Linked DNA regions of Mus musculus: region 2 is linked to region 1. Evidence: chromatin contacts called from public HiChIP or PLAC-seq data. All regions are on one chromosome and are shown on one strand. Each heading gives the region's core, a stretch centred on a gene start, on an enhancer-like site or on the middle of the called end of the contact. The rest is flanking DNA. Distances are from core to core; before and after follow the strand shown.

Evidence for each region. HiChIP or PLAC-seq counts read pairs in DNA pulled down with a chosen protein or histone mark.
Region 2: an H3K27ac HiChIP or PLAC-seq map of microglia shows a contact between it and region 1, with 4 times the contacts expected there. The contact joins the enhancer-like site here to the promoter of Tmem273 in region 1. A contact is called at or near these places in 8 of 39 promoter capture datasets (the C10 cell line, HPC-7-derived erythroid cells, cranial neural crest and 3 more), 2 of 484 Hi-C or Micro-C datasets (embryonic fibroblasts and nephron progenitors), 3 of 115 datasets of contacts at active chromatin or transcription factors (bone marrow-derived macrophages and microglia) and 2 of 9 other capture datasets (adipose tissue and liver).

What each region holds. Positions count from the first base shown.
Region 1 is chr14:32,784,558-32,789,980 of GRCm38.p6, reverse strand. It overlaps Tmem273 (transmembrane protein 273), which reads right to left and starts at 4,018. Exons shown (of 5, transcript NM_001163616.1): 1 at 3,885-4,018. The coding sequence starts at 3,930.
Region 2 is chr14:32,930,516-32,935,974 of GRCm38.p6, reverse strand. All of the region lies in intron 7 of Vstm4 (V-set and transmembrane domain containing 4), which reads right to left. Among named protein-coding and RNA genes, the nearest start is that of Gm36674, 18 kb to the right of the region's middle. Within about 2 kb of position 4,019, at least 25 of the 459 cell types and tissues checked have an H3K27ac peak or open chromatin away from gene starts, as enhancers often do. A contact at or near this core is called in bone marrow-derived macrophages and microglia, where this site is marked.

The DNA of each region.
Region 1 (5,423 bases), core at 2,769-5,268:
TGACTGCACTGTACTCACAGAAGAGAATGCATTTAGTCTTCATTTCCGATTGACTCATTATGTGTGCATGTACAACATAATGATTCAATGGACATGTACAACGAGCAATGGTAAACAGGGAGAACTGGCAGCTTCAGTCCCTCAAACACTTCTCATGTCCCTGTCCTGAAAACGCAGCACTCTCCTAGCTATTCTAAGATACTCCACACTTTGCTGCAGAGTGCAGTCACCCTGCTGTACCACCACCACCGCTTTCCCCCATAGACATGAACAGAGCCTAGTCTCCAGCTCCTCACTAACTCCACTGCCCACTGCCCTGCTCTTCCTGATGACTCTTTCAGAGCCTTTCAGGTGAGATCTCATGTGATGTGAGGTCTCTTTGTGCCCAGCAGTCTTCATGTCATGTGATGTCCCTCCTGATCCATCCACACCGCTGAGCCTGTCTCTAGTCTTGGGAAATACACACCGATGCATTTAGCGGCTAGAGGACCCTTGATGTTATACAGTCTGGCTACAAATGGCTTACACGGTTTCTTAGTCAGGGTTTCTATTCCTGCACAAACATCATGACCAAGAAGCAAGTTGGGGAGGAAAGGGTTTATTCAGCTTACACTTTCCACATTGCTGTTAATCACCAAAGGATGTCAGGACTGGAACTCAAGCAGGTCAGGAAGCAGGAGCTGATGCAGAGGCCATGGAGGGATGTTTCTTACTGGCTTGCTTCCCTGGCTTGCTCAGCTTGCTTTCTTATAGAACCCAAGACTACCAGCCCAGAGATGGCACCACCCACCAGGGGCCCTCCCCCACTGGATTTGAGAAAAATGCCTTACATCTGGATCTCATGGAGGCATTTCCTCAAGGGAGTCTCCTTTCCCTGTGATAACTCCAGCTGTGTCAAGTTGACACACAAAACTAGCCAGTACACACGGTAAGACACACAGAAAGAAAGACAGATAAAGCAAAGGGGTGAACTGTTCTCAAACTCAACCCTTGAGAGTGTATGCAAACTCCTTATTGTTGGCTCTTTTCTGTAAGTTTGGAATGGAAATTTGAATGAAGCAGTCTGAGTGAACACCACTCAGAGTGTTTTCATGGTGACACCTTTTTCATTCTCAGCTCTGAATGCACAGTTTTAAAATATTGAAATGCCCCATTTCAAATCTGCGCAATGCCGCCTACCTGACCTCTGACCTCCAAGAAGCCCTTTCTGTGTTGTATGCTCCCCTCTCCTCGTCTGTCCAAATGGGCATGGTTACAAGAACACTCCCACTTGGGGCTGGTTTGGAGAGGTGGATGAGGCCCCCGGGGTGGTTCTGAGGTGTTAGCTCTCGGGAAGTGGGTTCACCATGCTTTTGAGGAAAAGCTTCATCGAGAGAGGAAGGGGCACTCAGAGTCAGGAAGATTCTAACAGCAACAAGCAGTGTGTACAACCTTCCTGAGAAGTGACAACGATACATAAGCTATTGTATCAAATCATTATGAAGATGACCAAATGCAGTCAGATCCAGAACCATGGCCCAGAACAGGCAGCTTTTATGTCTGCTAGATGGGGCCTGAATGGAGGCAGCATTGCCAAAAGGTTCTAAATGAAAGACTAAAGCAAACGTTAGGAGTGTTTGTATTACACACAGAAAAATAAAACTAGACCCTTTCATTAAGATGCACACACAGATACAGTCTATTTTTGAATGATGCAATCCATTTAAAGGTGAGTTTTAAAATGTATCTTAGATGATGTTCTAGTTCACTTTTCTGCTGCTGTGATGAGCATCATGACCCACATCAATCAACTTTTTATCAAGTTGCTTATTGGCCAGCTTCTACCTCATGCTGGTCAGCTTTCTGACCCAACCCAGACCACCTGCTCAAGGGTACCACCACCCACAGTTAGCTGAGACCCAACACACACACACCACACACACACACACACACACACCAATCAACAACCAAGACAATTCCCCATAGACACGGCCACTGACCAATCTGATCTGAGCAATCCCTTAATTGAAATTCCTCCTGTGCTGAGTAACATCCTGTTAAACGTTTTTGGGAAGCTTTTACCCTCATTATTTCTTTAGAGTAAATTCTTTGACAAGGAATTTCTGGGTCAAAAGTTGTGAACAGCTTCCTTTCCCCTCCCAATAGCCTCTGTGAAGTGGAATCAGTGAGTGTGCCTAATGCCTGGTCCTGAGCGTACACCAGGAGTCAGACACGCTGCTAAGAAACCTCTCAACCACCATACCATGGGAAGGAAGTAGGACAGATCATTAGCCTCAACTGATAGACGAGGAAACTGGCACAGAGAAGATGACTGCCTTATTTCTCTGTGCTTGCAAAAAACAGAACAAAAAGTAACATGCTGGAAGTCTAGAGCTGCCTCGCGGTCCTCTCTATGCCCTACCTTTATGTGAAAGCATTTAAGAGCAGAATGACTGGGCCCCAGAGCTTAAAAGGGCACCCAGAGATTGCAGTACCAGGATGTCTTTCCATGACACTGTGGGGACTGACTTTAGCCAGTACTTTGCACCTCAGAAGCACCAAAATATGCCACACGCTATTACTTCTCTTTGGGTTTGTCAGACGGAGCATCTTAAAAGGCTTACTGTCTGCAATTTTTCAGTGAATTGTCTGTTTATATCATTTTACTTTATTCTTCGTTTTTAAATTCGACCCCTACCCCAGATTCCCCACGATGGAGCGGCCTGTATTTCTGTCGGCCCAAAGCAGAAAGAAAGTGAGGTTAGAGACTCTGTTGGCTTCTGGCCCTTTGCCTGGCAACGATACTGAGTTTGGTTGTCCTGCGCACCCTTATTCACTGCTTGCTGGTCCCTGCGACCTCCTCATTGTCGCTGTCAGGAACCAACATCCACGAGTGGATGAGAGGGGTCTGTCGCAACATGCCAATACCAAAGACCCAGGTATTTATTGTGCTGCCCCTTCGCGGTGCGGGTGCTCGCTCGTGGATACCTGCTACGGTAATCTTGTCTGTGTACCGGATTCAGGCCACACCTGCAGACTCAAGAAACCATTAGGAGGCAGACTGCTTGCTTTTCGGTTTTGTTCAGTTTTCTGGAAAAGGCATCTTAAAGCATATGAGTGCTGCCTTCCGAAGAAGCACAGTTGACGCCAAGGGCACTTTGCGAAGTAGCCCTCCTCCCCGCAGCCGCTGCTCTCAGTGTCTCTGCGTACTTCTAGCAATCTTGTAGCTCCTCTCACTTTACCACGTTTCTTCCTCTCTATGCCTGACTTTTTATTTCTTCCCAGTCCTTGCCCACCTTACTCCCGCTTCTCTCCTTCCTTCCACCTTTCAATGCTTGGCCAAAAACAAGTGCTTTAAAACAAACAAACAAAAATGCTTCTGGGTCTACTCTATTGGCCATTCCTCTGCCCGCTCTACTCCGCACACAGTCATCACCAGGAATGGGGCAGCCCCACCAGCCTGTCTCTTCTAGGCAATTATCTTGACTTGGATCGATTAAGCTTAACTCAGTTCTCTCACAAGCCTATGAAGGGAACACTATCTTCCACTTCGTTAGGTCAGAAGCTGAAACTCAGGGTGCTCAGGGTGCCAGAAGCATGTTCCGGTTTGGGAGGAATGAAGCCACAGTTGAAGCAGACTGTCCTTTAGCCAAGCCTGGAGCTCTTCCTCTGCACCCCCCTCAGCCCTCTCCTCCCTCAGCCCAGCATGCTTGTAAGCAGCATCTAAACTGAAATGGGGATATTGCCCACTATCCCACCCAAGTCAGCAAGGCCATCTAGCCCGAGGGATGTGTCACAATTCAGAAGGAAGCCCATGGGTGTCTCATCTACAGTTTAAACTCACTGGGCTCCCAGGCTGGCAAAGGGTAACACCCACTCCATTTCTACTATCTGCCTTCACTTACCTAAGAGGAAGAGGAGGACTCTCAGTAATGGGACCCCAGAGCTCATAGTGGTGTCTGTCCTGACTCCTTGAGATGAAGCAAGTGAGCTGTCTGACCCCAGGCTCCAGGGATGGGAGCTAAGCCCCCACGTGACTGACAAGGAAGGAAGCTACAGCCACAGCCAAAGACTGTGGGTTCTTCTTGGCCCTTTGCAGGCAGGGGTGAAGGAAGTTCCTGTTATTTGGGCTCTGCCTAGTGGCGAGTGGGAGAGAGTTCATGTGTGCCCAGGAGGGTGTACCACTGGATGCTAAAGCTCGCAAGTCCTCCTCTGGCTCTCTCCCCAGATCTCCAACACTGAAGCATCACTTTGGTTTCTTGCCCAAAGACCCCTGCTGGTAGGTCTTAAAGGAGAATGCTGCCTGCTCTGGTCTGTACAGAAAGCCAGATTTTAGAGTAGCCTCTAATGCCTGGGGCTGGAACCACCTCCTCTCCCTCAACACAACTCTGTGATAAGTCATTGGTTCTTTGGAATCTGGGGAGGCCTGTTACCCTCTTCTCAGAAACCTTTCTGATGCTATTAATATCAACCAGCCCCTAAGGCATGTGAGACCTTTGTCTCTGGGCTGCAGCCTTGATGCCTGTTTTTTGTTTGTTTTTTGTCTTGTTTTGTTTTTCCCAGAGAGAGCTTATTGTGTAGACCAGGTTAGACTTAAATTCTTGATCTCTTGCTGAGGCCTTTTTCATGCAGTGATTGCAGATGTGTGCAAACAGACCCAGCTATGTAAGTGTCAGACATCCACACTCAAGTAGACAAGGTTTATAAAATAAGTCAGGAGCACTGAGACATGGATGGATATTGAAATGGTTCTTAGAAGGTTCTTCATGCTAAAGAAGTATGTCTGCTTCTTACCACACAGCAAACAACAGGATATGTTCACAGATTAAAGGGCAGGCACACACTTTCTAATGGTATTCATTCAGCTGTTTGCAAGGGTGGCGGTATGAGGGGCCAATCCCTAGCCCTATAAGGGGTTGGTCTCATGCTGCTGTGTATTCAAATACTAAATACTGGCCCCCAAGATCTGGTTGCCACCCAACGTGGAGATCCTCACATACACCAGATGATGCTATGTATCCTTGCCCTCCAAGCTAATTGGCCAATAAAATACTGTGACTGGGCAGTAGATAGAGGTAGGCGGGTTTTCAGTTACCTGGCTAGGAGTTTCAGATAAAGACAGAGAGAAGAAGAAAGGACACAGAAGGGGGAGGAAGCAGCCACAAGAGGAGAAAGACCATGAACACGTAGCCAGGAGAAACAGCAAATAACAAGGGACATATGACTGGGATGTAAATTAAATAGCTCCAAAACCTGCCCAATCTTGGCTTACAGCATGTAAATAAAATACCTGGATTGTGTGTGCTTTATATGGCTAGGAAGAGTTTATAACTCTTTTCACATGACCCCTGCTCATAGCAGTCACCACGTGATAACATCTCTGCGGTTTATGTGCCGCTCACTTCTGCACTGGTGGGAGGGAGGTGCTAGGCTTCCCTTCAAGG
Region 2 (5,459 bases), core at 2,770-5,269, 150 kb before region 1:
CTTGAGTGTGGTGATGCACACCTTTAGTACCGGCTCTCGGGAGGCAGAGGCAGGTAGATCTCTGAGTTCAAGGCCAGCCTGGTCTACAAAGCAAGTTCCAGGACAGCCAGGGCTGCACAGAGAAATCCTTTTCCAAGAAAACAAAAAGATAATGAATAATTGGCAATCCAAGTCTGGTGATATTAAAATTATACAACTGAAGTAATTTAAATATGTTAATACTGGGAGGTAAATAGACATATGTAACAGTGGAAACCTGAGAATTTATAGAGTGGAACATATGTTGCTGTGTCTTAAACAACCATAGAGCTGGGGCCTGGTGGTTCAGTAGTACGCTGCACACTAAATACATGCAAGGCCTGGGATTTGATCCTTGGTTTCAAAAATCATTTAAAACTGATGGAGCTGAACATGGTCTGTACAGTGTCACTTGTGAAAATATGTGTGCTTGCATATATGTAAGCAAACATTTTCACACGTCACCTCGGACATCAGCAACTGGAGAACCCAATAGCCATGATTTCAAGGGGTGTAAATTGGGTTGCTGAGGGGATTCATGCTTTATTATATATTCTTTGATTGGTGCATTTTGGATGTTACAGTAGGGCTTCTATTTACCCGATGCACTGATTAATTTAGATTTGCAACTGGATAAGTAAAAGTGGTCGATAATTTATAGTTTTATCAATATTTTCATCTCAGCAACTCTTCATTTCTAGTCTTTGATGTTAGATGGGAACTTTCAGTAGGCAGTTTTTGTTTTGTTGTTATTTTTTATCACGCTCTTTTAAGATAACAAACGTACAAAACCTAGGTGCCTCACAAAGAAACCGTTGACAAGAAAGGGAAGTTTCTCAAATGGAATGTCGAAGCAGAGACCCTTTGTTCTTTTGAGACAAATCGCCAAAAAAGACTGGAGCAAGAGGCAAAAAGTAGATGAAGAACTTGATGCCAGCATATCCGGCCTGAGTGACTTCCGAGCACACCTGTCTAGCCATTTTTTCAAGTTCAAAGTTAAGTACATTTGTAGGGATGGAGTCTCTGCTTTCCTACTGACACCAAAAGTCTCTACACAGCTCTGCTAGCCGTCCACATCTTACCAGCCCACAGACCCCGATGTAGCTCTGGCCTTTTGTTTAATTACATTTCACTCTGTAACGATTCCGTTTAAAAACACCACGTGTTCTCCAATAAGTACTCAAAACCCAACTCATGTAAATTTTAGAGCCCAGGTTTATGAAATCATATTGTCCAGTTGTTTTATTGCATTACTTTGGAACTGTATTGTTTTCTAGCGTAGATTATCTGTTTATTCTTAAGTTATTTCATTACGTTTGGATATGAAAAATAACACCCGCTTTCTCAATACAGGTCACCAGGCTGGCTTGGCTGATGTGTTGTTTTCATACATTTTTATGATGCTCCTATAGTAAACATAATTTAATAAAGCCAAAGCACACTAAATAAATAATTGCATCTAGAAAAGCAATAAAAACAAATAAAATTAGTACTTTCATAAGTGGGAAAGGTACTTCAATTACTGCTACAAGCAACAACCCACCATAAAATGTGTACAATCATTTCCCTTATGCATATTTCTGGAGTGTAATAATTTGATTGAAGATATGAGGCAGCAGGCAGGAGGCTCGGGAGTGTGAAGTGTATACAGTTTACAACGGAAGATGCATAATATCAGTGCTTGGCACCTTTCAAGGACCTATTTTTCTGGCAGGCACAGTTGGTTGGCACTATCAAACATGTGCTTAACTACACTCCCCAGCTCGGTGAACTGGAAATGAAGTCTTCACAGCCCGGGAAGGCAGGCCGATGTATTCTTGTCACGAGTTTTCATCAACCTGTCTTTGTTTACATTGATGCCTCAGGAAACCTTATGCTACTTAAAGAAGGAAGTTAGAGGTGCTTTCTGGCTACACAGGAAGACTAGGTAAGACTAGAACACAGAGAGTAAAGCCAGAAGCCAGAAAGAGAGCGTGGTGTAACCATCACAGGTGGCAAGGGCTTGCCGTAGCACAGAGCCCGGTAAGGGATCTGTAGCAAGGCACTCTCACTGTAACCTTGGCTAGACAAACTCAGCTTAGCTTAGCTAACATACCATCCCCAGTGTCTTCAGCAACTCCAATCCACAAGAGAAGTGCTGGGTCTATGAAGATGGGCCAGGAAGCACCCTGTTAGTTCTCTATGGCTGCTAGCTCTCAAAAGTACTCTTGGATGCTGAGGGGATAGAGTTACAATTAGCCCTCTGTATCTCTCAGTTCTGCAACCAACTGTGGGTTAAAAATGTTTGTGGGAAAAGTTACATCTGTATGAACTATGTGGCCCTCCCTGTCATCCCCTACACAGCAGAGTGACTATGGTTTTTGCACTTGCGTTTGCCTTATCTTCAGAAGGTGAATCATTAAGGGTGACAGCAGATGTGTAGAGGATGTAAGGAGGCTACATTTTGATATGGATATGCACCATTTTACGAGAAGGATTTGTCTTTTGGTTTGCATGAGGAATTCTAAAAGCGTTCCCCCAAGGAATCAGAAGGCTGGATATGCTCAGGCATTATGCTTAGAGCACAGGCTTCGGCCAATGTAACCCACTGTCTCCAAGCCTCCTTGAAGCCTTAGGCTGCACCAAAAACGTAACAGGAACTTCCAAAGTGGGATCCACGGGGCTCTAATCGAGCCCCTCCTTACACACAGACCCTGCTGAATTTATGGGAGGCAGGGCCAGGCAGTGGGACATGGGTCAGAAGCACCTCTCCAGTCTGGTTTCTTCCTCCTTCTCCTCTTCCTCTTCTTCCTTCTCTCCTTTCTTCCTCCTCTTCCTCCTCCTCCTCCTCCTCCCCCTCTCCCCCTCTCCCCCTCTCCTCCCCCTCCCCCCCTCTCTTTCCCTCCCTCCACTGAGGCAGCCAGAATGAAGATTGAGCCCATGTGTTCAGGGTGGCAGAGGAAATGATGGCAGTGCCTGGTCTCCGACCTCAGGAAAACCCTGAGGCAGCCAGGGAGCCATGTGGCTGGGTCATAGCAGGTGCTACTATAAACCTGCACTTTTAGGAGACTTTTGTGGGATTTTCCCTGTTTTTCCAGAGTAAGTATCTCAGAGTGGGACATCTGGGTCATACGGCAAATGTCTGTTTAGCTCTTAAGAAACTGCCAATCATCCAGAGGGTACTGCCTGCCCTCCCATCTAAGGAGGATGCACTTCACAAGCTCCACTTCCTTAATGTCTCTTAGTTCTTCTTTACTCTTTTTAGTAGGTGTTAGGGGGCACATAATGCCTCATCCTTGGGGAACCCACTAATCCTAGACTCAAATCCAAGTTGTCATTGCTGACTACAGAGCCACACACCACATGATGTCCCATGATCACCCAGGCTACAGTTTGGATAAACGAGGAAGTCTTTGCATCCTAGGTGTAAGGGTGAATGAAAGTTTCGGAGCCTGCTATGGCTTGCCTAGCCTCATTCATCTACTTCACCAGTGGTGAGGAGCTAGGACCACAGAACCAGTGTAGGCTGCCTCTCTCAGCTCTAATTTAAGCCAGTCTCTGCCCCAGTTTAGGGTGGTGGTTATGGAAAGTACACGAGAGGGGAAGAGACCGCCCGACTGCTGACACCAGGAAAACCGACCTCAGGAGATCCGTAAGCTACGCATCTCTTCACAGCACACATGCTTCAGGCTCCTAATGTGCACATTCTGGGGATTTCATCTTGTGCAAGGGTTTCCATGGAGTCAACTGAAAGTTTCTCTTCTGGGTAAGCAGAGATTTAATGATCTCTTATGCAGACTCCTGCAAAACAATACTTTCTAGCAGAGAGTGCAGCTGGATGTGCATGTCGAATTAACTTTGCAGGAATAAGAGAGAAATGCAATTGCAACGGCTGCCCGTTGCCAGTGTGAAGAGTTCAGCCAGGTAATACTATTACCACAGCAGCCGATCGATACCCAGGACATGGGAGCTCTGCGCTCACGTCACCTTAGCACTCCAACATGAGATGGAGTTCTACAGAGTTGCAGAATCAGGGATCCACTTCCCCAAGAGACCACAAGAATCGTCAGCAGCAGACTTCCTCTTCTTCCTTCAAGTGCTCATTTTTTATTCAACAGAGAAGGAACTAGAGAAACACAGTCTCCCTGAAGCCCCGGCACACAACCATGGCCAGCGAGAATGCTGCAGCTAAGCGTCTAACACATCTTGCTCTCCCAGGGTCCACCCAGAGACTCTGGACTCTGAACATCCATGCTCAGGAGGGGAGAATATGACCATATCGCAGCCAACATGCCTTGGACATAAACTTGGCCCTGTTGAGTGGCTGGGGTTGCTTCCAGGCATACACATTGGTATTTATGCAAAAAGGATCTAGAGTTTTCTGGTGTGTTTTAAAATAAAAATAGAAGAGGAAAACTAATAAAAAGAAATATTTCTTTTTCTGAGACAGAAGAGTTAAGTGGTCCAGAGTGGCTTTGGGAGGTAGCTCGGTGTGTTGGCTGAGACTTGGTCCTTTGGGGAACAGAACTCAGCAGTGCATTGGTAAGTAACTTTCACTATCCCATTCTGTTCTCACCTTTGCCATGTGAGGTGGGCCAACAGTCACACTCATGTCACAGACACGTAAACAGCTGTTAAAAGCAGAAGGCTTCGGGGAGTGCTAACATGCCCATATTCCCGGCACTTGGGATGTGGTAACAGGGGAGTGGTGAATTTGAGGCTAGGATGGCCTGTACCAAAAACCAAACAAAAAATGGCAGAAAACCGTTTTATGGTATCAGGCACTTATGGGTTCAGAAGTCTCCATCCTGCCTGGAACCTGGCCCCTGGGAAAAGCACATGAGCAATACAATATCTTGGCACAAGGTAATGCTCATGGTTGGAAGCACACACTCTGAATCTAAGAGAGTCAGACAGGTAGACAGCAGTCCTTTTCCCTAGAAGCAGGCATCAGACTCCAATGGGGAAAGGAGCGAAGGACCATTAGGTCAACTGCATGAGGCTTGGATAGAGACTCACATCACACAGCAGGCAGTGTGAGCTACAAAGGCTGGGTCTGAGGATGAAGGGCAGGGCCTGTCTCATTCTCATCGGACAGGTTGGTGTGGAGAGGTGGAAGACCCAAGGACACACAGCACAAGGCTCTGCAAGGACAGCCACACAGAACTGCCACCAATGAGAGAAGGTAATAAAGGGACAGGGAAGAATCCTCAGAAAGCCTCCAGGTTCTTACTTCCATTTTCACTCAAGACATGAGGCTTCCAGACGGGAGCTGGTCCACCTCTGACCTGTATGGGTGCAGATGATAAGGAAGTAGGCTCTGCTGTGGCCGGCGTATGTGGGGAATACATGCTACATGGCTGCGAGATGAAGTTGAGGGTGAATGGGAAGAACTGGAGAAGCTCAGGTGACTATGAGTCAATTGCCAGGTCAGTTCATGGACTCTTTGGAGTAGAGGATCT